3 separate regions of the Mus musculus genome follow, and all the other regions are linked to region 1. The links are chromatin contacts, called in public Hi-C and HiChIP or PLAC-seq maps. All regions are on one chromosome and are shown on one strand. The core of a region is the stretch at or near the end of the contact, and the rest is flanking DNA. Distances in the headings are between cores, read along the strand shown. Region 1 has its middle 250 kb from the start of Gm39256. Region 2 overlaps Wwox (WW domain-containing oxidoreductase). Region 3 overlaps Gm30712 (predicted gene, 30712).

Region 1 (4,693 bases), core at 652-3,151:
TTCTGACAGCAAATACACCTAGATGATATATAAAGAAGGTTCTGCCAGAGCCGGAAGCAGCACAGGTCAGGAGGTAGCCAGCACCTTGTGTGCACAGGTATCACAGGATCAAAGTGTGATAAGCAGAGACGATTCAGTTCCCGAAGGGGGAAACAATCTGATGGGTGAACCAAGATGCCTGGCATGATTACATGACCTGTCCTTTTGGGTGAAGGAAAGCAAGCTACATAGGAGCATTGGCATTAGGGAGCCCTGTGAGGGTAGGCATGAATTTCCATGGCTTTCAAAGGAGAACCAGTAGGAGAAATGAATTCCCAATGTGTTGTTTGCCCCTAAGGTAGTCTCTCTTTCTCCCAACCCCACCTCCAAACTCAAGACATCATTAGACTCTAGGATGGAGTTCTTCTTTTGCATGCTTGGTTGGGTTTCACTCTTTTACCTCTTTTTCTTCCTAGTAAATAAGAGCTACCTAAGACTTCTCAGGACTGTGATACTTAAAGGAAATAAAAAAGCCCTTGAAGCATTTGGTTGATACATTATTTTCCTACCTTTCTGTCGTTCTCTTGCCCAAATCTTTATGGAAAGTCTCTTTACTTTCCTCTCATTGTGGAGCCTGTCACAATTTTGGATTCTTAGTCTCAAGTGCCCACAGTAACTGATCACTGCCCTAGTTGTCCAGGTGCTTGCCTGTATCAGTACCAAATTAATGCTACTCAAATTAATTCCAACGGTGGTGCTACTCACCCCAGTGTTCTGGGTTCTGGAATGGAATCTGTGCACACACACACACACACACACACACACACAGCCTTTATATTTTGGTAAGCCTAAATAGCTCAATGATCGGGTCACTTTCTAACCTCCTTGTGGCTATTCTACCCCCTTTGATATCCCTGAGTTATTACTTACTAAAAATCTATATTTCATCTTTGCTGCCCTAGACCCAGACTAGTAGCCTTCTTGGGCCATGATCCCTTGGCTCCTACATGTCAGCTATACTCTCTGTCCTGCACTTCTTAGGCATGGTGTCTTGGTTCTCCTTCTCCCAGCTTGGTGGATCTCTCCCTCCCTTCCTCCTTCCTCTGTCCCTTGTCTGGGAATCCTAAAAGTCCCACCTCTGTCTTTCTGCCCAACCATTGCCCACTGACAACTTTATTTACCAATCAAAATCAACTGGGGGCAGGGTTTCCTCAGTGTCTTACGAGTGGATATGCTGACTCTTGTATACATTTTGGGGACCCAGATTAACATAATCCAAACAACATTGGACCAAACCTATAATACTTGCCTTACAGTGTAGAATCAGAACTCACAATGGGATAGGAGACAGGAGCAGGACTGGGCTTAGTCTGGTGATAGAATGAATGGCTTCTAACAGCAGTGGCCCAGTGATTCTTGGCACCTGAAGGAGTCGTGCCTCTTCCTTATCTTGTCCCCTATACTCAATCATTCGAACTTGATTTTGTTCTGTCCTACAGGTAGGTTCTTATGGCACGGAGCCCTTGTGAGGGACCCCTGGCAGTTCTCATGGAGAGCCTCTCTTCCTACCTGTTTCTCTTTCATCATAAGTGGCAATGAAACGGGAGGTGAGGGGGTGGGGCTGAAAACCCAGCTACCACCCCAAGTGAGCCAAAATCCTACTTTGTCTACCAGTCTCCTTGTCTTTTGTTCTCCCCCTCCTCAATCTAAGAGCAAGTTGTGATGAAATGACAACCCGAGGTTCCCCCATGTAGAAATAAGGTCATGGGGTGGGGGGTGGGGGAGAGAATATGGCCATTTTGAAACCCCAGTGAACTTCGGGGGCTAGAATGGAATGAGACTCACTCTAGATTTGCCTCATCTTCCTTCTCTGTGGCCTGTGACTTGAAGGCTGGGGGCTGTCCCTGCCTCTCAGACTTCCTCTCATGCAAATTGCCCCTGTAGGGTGTGGGGCAGCCACATAAGAAGGGAAGTGGAGGGATGTGACCACCTCAGACCTCCAGGGACCTAGTTTCTATTTTGTAAGGCAACCTCTGAAGAAATTCTGCCCGAGCTGATGCCTGTGCCAAGGGCTTGCTGGGTTCTAGTACCATCTTAAATCCAGAAACGAAACTTGAGAGATACGCCCAACCTCACCAATTTTCTCAAGTGGAGAGCAAATGCACTGCTCCAAGGGGCTCGTGGATGCCTACAACCCACCATGTCTCTCCAGTATTGTAAACTCAATGGAGACTCAAAACCACAGAAATATGGAGACCAGGGGATGACTGAGCAGTCAGGATAGAAAGGCTTGAGGAAGCCCTTGGAAAGAAGGACTCTTCCTGAGCCAGGTCACACTGTGTGCCCTTGAGGGCTCCCAGGAACTTTTTCTTGTGTTGATTGGCGTTAGAAAGAAAGGGTGTGTAACATAGTTCTTGAAAGCAAGGAGGATCAGGGGAGGCCTTCTAGCCAGGATATCTGCTCAGGACAGAGAAGAAAGTACAGGATAGAACAAGAACAGAAGAGAGATACATACGTATTCTGATTCCTACAGCCTTGGGGGGGGCAACCAGTACCTATGTTGGGGTCTTAGTTTCCTTTTCTAAAAGGAAGGGGGCTGGGAATTTAGCATCACTCCTGCCAGTCTTTTGTAGACCAGCCCCGGAGGGAAGGGTTTTACTACAGGCCTTCCATTGCATCAGGTGGGCGTTGGCTTCCTCTGGGCATAATTCTAAATTTACGTGCAGGAGCTCCATAGCTCAACCAGCTCTCAAGAACCAATGTATTCGTGATGGAGAAAAGAGAAACAGGAAAAGAGTTCTCGGTGGCTTGGAAGGCGACCTTCTGCTATTCATTAGTGACCCCAAAGAGTATGACTTGGAAGGTTCCAGATCAGTCCCACCCCTATCAGCTCCCTACACACATGCATACACACACACACACACACACACACACACACACACACACACACACATACTGGGATGGGAGCTAGGCAGTGAAGGGAAAATCCTATCAGAGCCCCAGGTGCTTGCTTTTCCACTTAGAAATATGGGAGTAGAGACGTCAGAAGACCAATAGTCTCAACAGCAACTGTCCCATGACATTTCTACGATACCATCCCGCAGGCACATAAATACCTTTAAATCTCAGAGTTTGTAAGCAAGCTGCTCTGATGCAACAGAAGTGTCCAGTCACTCTGTACATGTCAGCCAACCATCCCCTGAGCTGTAAAATATGAAAATTAACTTGTCTTCGCCTCCCAGGTTTTTTGCTCTCACTAACTAGGTAGATGTCAGCAGTGGTCACAGCCTGAATAACTATAGCATTAAAATGATGTCCAATTGTGGGTTTTATCACTTACACACCGCTCTGCTGATATTGATCAAAATGCATCATTAATATTGGTAAGGAACCATCAATAAATATACATCTGGCTGGTTAAGGTCAGTAAGTCATTTTCAATCAAACACCTGAAGCTGATAGGGGCATCTCTGGGGATCTTGCTTGAGACAGATATCCAGCAGTCTTCCTTCTTATGAGGGACCGTTTTCTTTCATAATGTTGTCCATAATGGGGTCAAGAAGCTTTTAGGGAGACCCCAGGGGAAAAAAATACCGATGGCTAGCCAAGGAACTTTCTCTGTTTCTTAGGTAAGTTCCAGGAAGGTGACCAGGTTGTCACCTGTAGGATGGAGTCACTGACTGCAAAGGAAATCAGGGTCCATATGGGATGTAAAATCAAGCAGAGGTTATTCTACCTTTCAGCAGCCCCAAACACGTCTTTTCAGTCAAACAAGGGTGGCTTGTTCTCCCAGACAGGGAACACGTGTGAGCCAGTGTTGGAGAGGGTGTTTAATGGAGGTAGAAGAAAACCCTTTTGAGTGACTGGCAGGCAGGGCCCCACCGGGGCGTCTCTGATGATAGATGTTCATCTTGATGTGGCCTGTGGGACTCTTCTGAACTCACCGGGGGACAGAGGCGTTGAGCAGCACAGTGCGCGTTTGTAGGTGTTTCTCTGCAGCGAACACCAGGCGGGAAAGCAGAAAAGCCCAAACCACTTCAAGTGGATTCTGATTCTAAAAGGCGCCACATGAAACAGGGCAGAAACCTAAGTCCCTCTGCATCCCAGCCCAAGAGTAACAGACAGAGAATGGGAGTGTCAGCCAGCTCCCTGCAACCCACCACTCCCTGAGGCCTGGTGTGTGCGGTTCCCACTGCCAACTGCTTCAGTGGAGGGAGGTGCTGATCACACCACCTCGCTAAGGACCAGACCACAGCGCTGTTCCAAGTAGGACATTTGTCACCTGTGACCACATAGCCACACCCACCATAGAACTTCCGGAGTTTGGGGTAGACATGGGAAGGTTATAGCATCAGGGGAGTCCCAAATACATGAAAACCTGAGGCTTAGAGTTAAATCATTCATTCATTCATTCCTCCAAATAGTGTATCATTCATTCACACATTAATTTTTTCCCTCTTAATTGTTCATCTGTTTATCTCTTATATAATGTTTGTGCGTATATATGTATGTATGTGTTTGTGTGCATGTATATGTGTGTGTCTGTGTGTATGATTGTGTGTATGTGTTTGTGTGAGTGTGAGTGTGTGTGTGTGTGTGTGTGTACATATTACAAAGTCTCATGTAACTCAGGTTAGTTTCTGCTTGCTGTCTCTCTCTGATTCCCTTCTTTTGGCCTTGCTGTTTATTGGCCAACTCCTGACACTGACTCCCT
Region 2 (4,439 bases), core at 1,502-4,001, 300 kb before region 1:
TATGCTTATAAATGCACGCCTGGTTGTATATATGAACCGTACATTCTCATAGAGTGACATTAGATTTTTAAGGAATTTCCTTTTGGCTTTCAAATCATTGCACAGAATATCGGAGTAGGCACCGTGTCAAAATAATCAAAACGTATTTAACACTCTCTCGAAAAATCCATTTAAAAATAAGAACAAGGTCCAAGGATGATTTTCAGACCATAAATTGAAGTGTAAATATTCAAATTATTTTCATAAACTATTCAGTTCTGTTGGGCTTTTATGCTATCATACAGTGATTTTTTTGTATTTAAGTTTTCCAGCACTTCTCTTTTTTAAGAGCCTCAAGTGTCCCATAAAAAGCAAACACTTGAATTTTCAGTTTCTAGGTACTGCATATTTTTCCTTCTGCTTGCCTTATTTTTATAACGTTGATTTATATGGACATTACTAAAGAAAAGGAAAGGAGGATTTCGAAGAGGAACTGCTATATAACACTGCTTAAAAAAATCTATTTCCAATGCTAAGGAGCCATCTGGGGGTGGGGTTTGGGGGGGAACTCTGGCACCATATCAGAGCACGATCCAGTTTCCGAGGCCGCCATTCCTGAGTCACTATCTTCCAAAAATATTTATTGAGCCTAGCGGAGGAGGGCAGGATAAGGGTGCCAGATGCCATTTCCATTTCCAGGGGGTGGGAGGAGGTTAGAGGGTGCGGAAAGGGCCAGCACGGACTGCTGGTGGGGGTTTCTGGAAGAGCCACCCCAGAGGAAAGAGAGTTCAAAAGTCAGGCCTGGTGGTGCAGGCCTATAATCCCCGAAGGCTGGGAGGTGTGAGGATGCAGAGCCCAAGTGCACAAGTTCAAGGGCAGCCTGGCCTTACTGAGTGATTTCAAGGCCAGCTCTGGCTGCTGCCCAAGACCCCCAACTAAACATAAAGAGGAAAACAAAGGCTAAGACTCAGTAACTGGCTGCTTGCCTATGATGGGAGATCCTCGGCTCAGACCCCGCTACTGCAGAAGGGAATGAAAACCAAAATAAATACATGAAAAGGAAAAAAGAAAGACAGACAGACAGACAGACAGACAAAAATTTCTATGGGAGAAAAATAGCAGGAGACAACCAGGGGTCTGGCTGAAGTTGATGGAACCCCAACTTTAAATGATAAAAGCCAAGAAGGACTGTCATTTGGGAAGCATCCTTCCCCCTGACCCCCCTAAGTCCCAAAGATAAACCAGCTTTCACCTCGAGGGAATCAATAGGTTTAGTGGGCTTGTTTACAACAGATCCTGGGTGAGGGCCTGCCACCAGGAGTGTGGGTGATCCCAAGTGACCAACACTGGAGATGGAGCCTCTTCTCCCTCATCTTCCTCTGCCTGTCTCCTCTACCCTGGGAGGTGAGATCCAAAGAGGTGAGACTTCTGTGTACAACTCTAGCAGAACCGTAAGCAAACGGCCTGAAGAGCATCTGGTTGGTACCAAGAAGCAGCCTTCCTTTGTGGCTTCTGACTCTGCACCTCCTTGAATTCCTACATTGAGTCCCCTCAATGATAAGCTGTGATCAGGGCATGTAGCCAAATAAACTCTTTCCCCATTGCGATGGTTTGGGTCAGAATTTTATCACACGGCAGAAAACAACTTAGGATATTAAACCATTGGGACAAACAACAGTATGGGGAAAACAATGAGAGAGAAGAGTGAAGGAGAAACACTCACCGAGGAACTCTGGAAAATTCTGTGCTACCACTGAGGTAACCACCCTACACATCTTTATTGAATACTCTCTGTTCATGGATCAGAGATGAAACCGTACCTAGAACTTTGAGCCAGAAATAGACACGGAGCTAGACACAGAATGCTATGCTGATCTGAAAGCCTCCAGTTCAGTAGCTGCGCATGATTGACTGGCCTTGTGTTTTAAGGGCAAAAGGGAGACGCCAAAGGCCATCTTCTCAGGATCTTCAAGCTCGGGAGACCTACAGTCATGAAGACAGAGGTGTTGAGGTAACTAGATAGACCCGGATGTAGAATCTGCAGACGTGGCCTTACTGGTGGATCTTGGCTGGAATACAGAGAGACAGGGGTTTGGGTTTAACCAGTTGGACAACATACAGAAAAGAATTTATAGAAGAGCAAGCTCTGAGATGAAGGTTGAAGGTACTTCCAGCTGGCATTGCTCGTAGGTCTGGACCACAGCCTTTTAGACATTCAGGGGGTCAGGGGAGACCTTCCTCTAAGCTGCATAGAAAGTAACAGCATGGAAACTTGTCCGAAGGTGTCTGGGTGTACACACCCAGATGTTTCTTAACTGACCACTCGATGACCCAGCCCAGGTGCCCGTGTGGGTAATTTTTCCAGTCTGGTATTTTTTTTTTTTTTTCATATAGACTGGGACTATGCCTGGGTAAGATCACGCTGTGTAAGGGAGTTCTTCTGCACCTCACCCTCCAAATGTGCAAACCAACAACAACCACAGATAGATCCCAGATGCCGTTTCCCTGCTCTCGACATCCTTGAAGTGGGCCTTGCTGGCAGGCACACCTGCCAAAGAAAACGCCGCCCTCAAAATGCTCCTGGTGTGGTTCTCACTAGGTGCCAACCATGGAGGCTGGAATCGCTGACTTCCCTGAAAAAGAAGTCGGGGCTGTGGTCAGCAGGGTGAAGTCCCTCCGCAGGAAGACCCAGGGCAATTAAACACACGCTGTCCACATCACAGAGAGCCCACCCCACCTGTCATTCACAGCCCAGGAAGTACTGGTTTCCAAGAGGGACCTTCCCAGAAAGGAAGTGACTCAGTTTGGCCCCCAGGCCCCTCCCAGAGCTCAAGCATACAAGGTGAGGATGCAAAGAGGCATTTGGAGGTCACCTGGTCCTTCCCTCTTGTCTGGAGGACAGATGTTAGCTACCTAAAGTCCTCCAGCAAGAGAACATAATGGGAGCTGACCCCTGCTCATTGTCCCTCTGCGTGACAGACTCTGCTAAGAGTTTCTACAATATAGAAAATGGGGTTGGAGAATCAAGGCTCAGGAGCCAAAGGTAGTTCTTCCATGGGAGCAGTTACTTACATAGGAAGCAGGTTTAGGGACCGAGGACACAGTTCAGTTGAGAGAGTGTTTTCCTAGCATGCAGGATGCCCTACTGACCCCAAGCATCACATGAACAGGGCGTGGTGGTAAAGATCTGTATTGTCAGGGCTCAAGAAGTAGAGGCAAGAGGAAGTTCAGGTCACTGTCTGCTTCATGGCGAGTTGGAGGCAAGCCTGGGATTGATATCTTGTTTTAAAACAAGCACAGACCTGTACACACACACACACACACACACACACACACACACACACACACACACACGCGCGCGCACACACACACACACACACACACACACACACACATCAGTCTTAAGAAATAGCTTTTTAAAAGATAACATGATGGCATGATGGCTCAAAAGACCAAAGTGACTGGAGAAGGGCAGTCAAGGACAAGTTAGGGAAGGCAGTCCAACCTGCACTTTGGAAACTAACTGGTCAGACTATTCAAGCCCATGGAAGATGTGATGGGGGAGGAGAGGACCCTGTTTCTGTGCATTCTCACCCCACTAGCCACCACTCAGACCTTACAAATGGAAGCTCTTCCACGGCCACTTGAATGTCATCACCGAGAGTTCCTACGCATTCTTTGGTGGTGAGACTACAGCAGATTGAATGAGACAGTAACAAGATTTAATGCAGGTGTACTCAGGGCATATTTCAAGGAATAAGGGAAAGTGGTCCAGAGACAAACTTGAACTCCCTGGTGCCATTTCAGTGAAGGGATACTACAGGTCTAAATTTAGTTGATGCAGTGGGTTTGGAGAGGAGAGATGGACAATTTAGGTTTAGGTGCTGATGACAGAGAAGTAGGCTGTGATGATTTTTGGTCTGGGAAGTAGAGAATTAATTAGTGGTCCATAGAATTGGGAAAGGTAAGATACAAACCACAGCAGGGGAAGGCAGTGAGCTTCACGGATGATTTCTGATGCATGCATGCATCGTTCATACCTTTAACCTGGGTCCTTGCATGGTCCTCCAAATATCTCCATATGGCGATCCAGCCCAAGTGAGTTTTCTCAGTCTCCCCTGAATGACCACAAACCTTTTAAGGGCATCTCCTCAGTACAGATTAGAGTTCTTAATATTGAGAAATACTATCCTTGGGCTTCACCACACAACACGCCGAGCGCTCATCAACAGGAGCTAGCAGCAGCAGCAGCAGCAGAAGCCTGTAAAACGACCAGGCTTGGATGTTAGTCTGCTATTCAGTAGGACCTTGTGATTTCCTGGCTGGTGTGCTCTGGGCGAAGTCCACAGACCACATCAATTTTAGGTAGAGCCTGGGTTGTTCTTTTTTTTCCTCCCAGTTTAGAAGTCCACTCACCCTAGGCAGGGAGAGAATTCTGACAACAGTCCAGCGGTTATTGT
Region 3 (4,770 bases), core at 406-2,905, 330 kb after region 1:
GGTCACTGGCTCATCTCCTTGAGCTTCTTACCTTTCCATAAGAACCAGCCAATTTGAGTGGAGTCGAGCAATCTCATAAAGGTATAAAGATGTGTTCTGAACCCAGCCCAGGTGCACAGCGCGCTCCCTGAGACAGTTGTCAGATGAGTTTTTGATGAAGACCCTATCCTTTCACCTTTCTGGTCTCCTGCAGCTACTAAGGATGAAATCCCAACTGCCAGTCACCTGAACCCTTCCAATGACCCCTTCTAACTGCAAGTGTCTTTGTAGCTGAACTTTTGCCTGTAGAGGTTTAATACAAAATTATTATGTTACAGGACAGGATGTTATAGAAAGAGTAAGGAGGATGTAGGGACAGGCAAGAATGAAGCCAGGGATAAGCCCTGTGCTCAACTGATACTTTGTTGAGACAGAGAGAGGAGGTGGAGACACTGGGATGAGTACATGAGGCCCTGACACAGCTGAGTCTGTGTGCTGTACCATGTTTCATGATTTACTAGATGAACCATGGGAAGCCTTGGCTAAGGGCATGCATCCCTACATAAATTATAGAGTCAAATAGTTCCCAGTTCACATTCAGCCCTCAGGCTCCACACAGCTTGGGAAAAGCAGTGTTTCTATCTTGATTTAACTGATCTTTCAATATTGTAGATTTATCCACCAATCTATGTGATGGATCCAGTGCTCAGGCAAGCCAGGAATGATGATGCGTGCCTATAATCCTAGCCCATGGAAGGCAAGGGTAGGAGGATTGGGAATGGGTTCAAGGATAACTTTGGCTATACAGCGACTTTGAGGTTAGTCAGAGACTCAAAATCAAAAAGCAAACAAACAAAGAAAACCATCCCAAACCAAAGAGAACAAAATCGATACCCAGGGACTTTCAGAAAGAACCCTTCCAGCTCTCTAGGCTTTTCCTACTCATCATACAATTGCCAACTTTTTCTTGAATGGGCACAAAACATTGTCAACTAGAAGACTACCATCAGCCTGTTCATTTACTTCCCCTCCCCCCCCCAAAAAAAAACTGTTTTCATGAGAAAGCGTGACAATGCTTCCTATAATTTCTGGCATAGGGTGTCCTTCAAAACAAGCAATGCTGAATCGCTCCCTACTTCCATCTTGAGAAACTCCAATATTCTTGCAGGAATAACATGTGTATGGTAGAAGCTGCCCTTTTAAGTGCAGTCACATAGTCACCTGTAGTTTGTTATTATAGAGCATGACTCCCATCTAAATGCCTTGAAACTTCTAGAAAGGAAAAATTGTTGTCCAAGGCATGGTTAAAGTCAAGGTTCAAGGTCTCCTAATGATGGGTCTATATTCTCTCCCAACCACCTGCATGGCCTCTTATTCTTTCTTCTATTATCTCTGTATTCTCTCCCATCATATGAATGCTCCCTGCCCATTCTTAGCCACTGTGAAACATAGCTTGCTTTGGTATGATATGGGCTGCTTATATCTTGTGGAGGTTCTATGACAGGTGAGATCCAGTGCAGACCCCAACACCTGTGCTCCATGGACAAATGCACGCTACTGCTGTTATTATTAATCTGAAGTTTTAGGGGGGTGGAATTCATAGAAACATGTGACTCAGCTTGTTTTGCTGCTGAGAAGCGGAAGTTAAAACCTTGTCCCTGTGAGGCAGGTTTGTGGCTTTGAAAGGGAGAGAAAATTATATACCAGAATGACCTTTCCCCCCAAGTGTTGTGCAGTGCACAAAACTAATTAGCCGAGCCCTAATTGGGTTGAAGTTGAAGCTTAAAGGGAAAGCTTACTCAGTGAAGATGTGAGTCGACACCACAGATTCTATAGGGTGTCACACTTTACTTTCTCTCAGTAACCTCAGTATTAAATTTGTTCAGTTTTCACATGAGATGTCTTGACAGCCAGCTCCTTCTGCGATCTCTAGCCAGCAGCCAGGAAGTTGGGTGGCAACCTGGGATGATGAAGGTCACCATAGTTCTGAGTTCTTCTCTGATGACATTCACTGTACATTTTCCTGAGCTGGAAGGCAAAAGTCACACTAAAAAACAAACAAACAAACAAACAAAAAACAAACCCCCACGATTGAGAACCATAATGAGCTACTTCCTCAGGTAGAGGACACAAAGATCCTGCGGAAGGTGTATACATGCTGATCTCTAAGGGGTGGGTGTGCAAGGGAGTACTACCTGGGTGAAAAACCTGGGGCTCACACCAACTTGTGGTGAGCATCCACCCACACTGAGGATTCAAAATGACTGTGCTGTGTGAGGGCGGTAGTACAGGTTTCATAAACAAAACTTGCCTCCTCACTGGTGTGCCTGCTGGGAAGCCAAGGCCAGTGACTATATCTGGTTGGGAGCCCAGATCTGCCCAAAACCACTTTTAAAGTTTTTTATTTTTAATTTTTTTGCATGGTGGGATATGAGGCCTAACCTCAACACTGTAAAAACCAGGTTAACTCCAGGTCAGTTCTTCTGTGGACTTTGTGTTGTTTTTGTGACAGGGTCTCACTATGTAGGCTCCCCCTGGAACACTCGTAGATTAGGCTGGCCTCTAAGCCACAGAGATAACCTGTTTCTGCCTCCCAACGCCTGTATTGAAGGTGAGTGCCATCGCATCGGGCTTGTGCAGACCTAATGATGTTGGAAGATGAAGGAAGTCCTTCCCTTTCCTGCCATGTACTTCCCTGAACTCTCCTCCTGTGTCTGTCTTAGGTACAGTTCCAGGCCCTGCAGCCTGGTAAGTGCAGTTTGCTTCATGCATTGCTGTCATGCAGCTACCTTGCAACCTTTCACTATAAAGCAAGAGAAGGAAGATAAGTCAATGGTGATGGAAGGAGAGAGTGACAGGGCTGGTGAGATGGTTCAGTGGGTAAAGGTGCTCCTTGCCAAACCAAACAACCTGACTTCAGTTTTCTGGCTCCATGTGGTGGAAGGACTGAACCAAATACAAAACTTTGTCTACACACACACACACACACACACACACACACACACAAACAAGGGGGGCGGTAATAGAAGCAACTGGTGACTGAAGATAGAACCTAATTAGGGCATCAAATCTGAAGTCACTCTTTCACCTTTATCTACAGCCGACCACTGAATAAGGTAAAAAACTTCCTTGTGCAAGCTCCACGGACCGTCTCTTACTCAAAGCCGAGAACATTCTAATTCACCAGTCTCCTTTAAATCCCTTCAGCCTTTTCTTCCTAATCCGTGCTCCCTGTCAATTCTCATTGTTCCTTTACAGAATTAATTAATAACCATCATCTGTCTCTCCGTAGATCCATGAGTTCTTCGAGGGCATGAGCGGTGTCTTAACTCCTTTTTCCAATAAGGGTACAATAGCAAAGAGTGTACTAAGTGAATGAATGATGAACGATGAATGATGAATGAATGAATGAATGAATGGGTTAATGAGTATATATGGATGGATGGACAGACAGATAAATGGGTGGATGGATGGATGGATAAATCCATGAATGAGTAATTGGATGAATGAATGAAGTCAATGATTGGGGAAACAAGACCCTGCAGAGGATATGGGGTATGTACTATGGATAGTTTCTGGGTCTTAGGGAACCTTCTTTGTCTCAAGATCCATGGAGGAGGATTGATGAATTCCTGCTCCAGCCCTGAAGTCTCCTATGAGAACCAAAGCGTGTTCCCTCTCCCTCACTATAATGTAAACCAGATTAAACTCTCTCCTCCCCTCAAAAGATGACACAGGAAAACTTGACATCTCCTCATGATGAATTACGTGTCTCTGGGTCTTTCTTCATTTCTTTTTCTATTTTCATTTTTCATCAGCACAAAAGAATGTTCTCTTCATTTCAGATTTTACCAGAAGTCACACTTATGTGGATGGAGAGGCTAGATAAGTTTCTAAGTAAAGGAAACAGAGCACTTCTCTCTATACACTGAGGACTGTCTGTGGAAGCCAGTTGCCACAAGACACACCACACCCTTTCCACAAGAAACCAAGACTTCGTGGACCCAAGCCTGCCTGTTTTGTCAATATCTTTGGAGTCAAAGGTAACAGTTTCATAGCCAAGAGGACTGGAAAGTTTAAACAAAAAGAAACAGGTTTAAATATATCTCACAAAGAAATATCATCTTCCAAATTTTATTTCTCTTTCAATTTCAAGCAAATTGTCATGGAGGATAGTGACTCAAGAAAAGACCTGTCAAGGCAAAGTCAAATCAGATGCCTTTATCACTGCCCCCCTCTATGTTTCCTTAAAAAGATAGCTCTGGGGCTAGGAGATGGTTCCAAGACTAAGAGTTCTTGTGACACAAGTAGGAAGTCCTAAGTTCAAATCCCCAGCGCTCACATGGCAAACTAAGTGTGGTGGTGCAAACCACTTGGGGTTGGATAGAGGACTCACTGAGGCTTTCCAAATATCAGTGAGAGACCCCATCTTAAGGAACATGGGGGAGAGTGATACAGCAGGATAACTGGTGCTTTCTGGCCTTGTTACAAGTACAAGAGGGAGTACACCCCCCCCCCACACACACACACTTATCACACACATCTGTGTACAGACCACAGGAAAAAGACATCCTTATTGACATGTAGGTCAGGTGCCAGTAATAGAACACACCCATTTGAAAGGTCTAATTCTGCGGTTCATTAAGACATTCAAAAGAGTGAGAAGCACACAACCTCTGTGCCAGTGTGGAGCAATCTCATTCTTCTCACTGAGGTCCCCCTCCGTACTGACTGGTATTGGTGGTTCCTGGGTGCCCACCAATTAACTTTTGTTGTAGATGCAGGGAAGTG

The links. Hi-C and Micro-C count contacts between places; a contact is called where the count stands out from the background. HiChIP or PLAC-seq counts read pairs in DNA pulled down with a chosen protein or histone mark.
Region 2: a Hi-C map of Th2 cells shows a contact between it and region 1, with 1.6 times the contacts expected there. The contact joins two enhancer-like sites. A contact is called at or near these places in 2 of 15 datasets of contacts at CTCF or cohesin (CD8 T cells and large pre-B cells), 10 of 484 Hi-C or Micro-C datasets (Th2 cells, bone marrow-derived macrophages, cardiomyocytes and 4 more) and 1 of 115 datasets of contacts at active chromatin or transcription factors (bone marrow-derived dendritic cells).
Region 3: a BATF HiChIP or PLAC-seq map of CD8 T cells shows a contact between it and region 1, with 10 read pairs. The contact joins two enhancer-like sites. A contact is called at or near these places in 17 of 484 Hi-C or Micro-C datasets (Th1 cells, astrocytes, bone marrow-derived macrophages and 8 more) and 3 of 115 datasets of contacts at active chromatin or transcription factors (CD8 T cells and microglia).

Annotation. Positions count from the first base shown.
Region 1 is chr8:115,396,305-115,400,997 of GRCm38.p6, forward strand. No RefSeq gene overlaps it. Among named protein-coding and RNA genes, the nearest start is that of Gm39256, 250 kb to the right of the region's middle. Within about 2 kb of position 1,902, at least 79 of the 459 cell types and tissues checked have an H3K27ac peak or open chromatin away from gene starts, as enhancers often do. A contact at or near this core is called in CD8 T cells, Th1 cells, Th2 cells and 1 more, where this site is marked.
Region 2 is chr8:115,097,595-115,102,033 of GRCm38.p6, forward strand. The region is part of intron 8 of Wwox (WW domain-containing oxidoreductase); the gene reads left to right. Among named protein-coding and RNA genes, the nearest start is that of Gm39257, 140 kb to the left of the region's middle. Within about 2 kb of position 2,752, at least 4 of the 459 cell types and tissues checked have an H3K27ac peak or open chromatin away from gene starts, as enhancers often do. A contact at or near this core is called in Th2 cells, where this site is marked.
Region 3 is chr8:115,724,791-115,729,560 of GRCm38.p6, forward strand. Gm30712 (predicted gene, 30712) reads left to right here. Exons shown (of 5, transcript NR_168617.1): 4 at 3,825-4,022. Among named protein-coding and RNA genes, the nearest start is that of Gm51552, 7.7 kb to the left of the region's middle. Within about 2 kb of position 1,656, at least 11 of the 459 cell types and tissues checked have an H3K27ac peak or open chromatin away from gene starts, as enhancers often do. A contact at or near this core is called in CD8 T cells, Th1 cells and regulatory T cells, where this site is marked.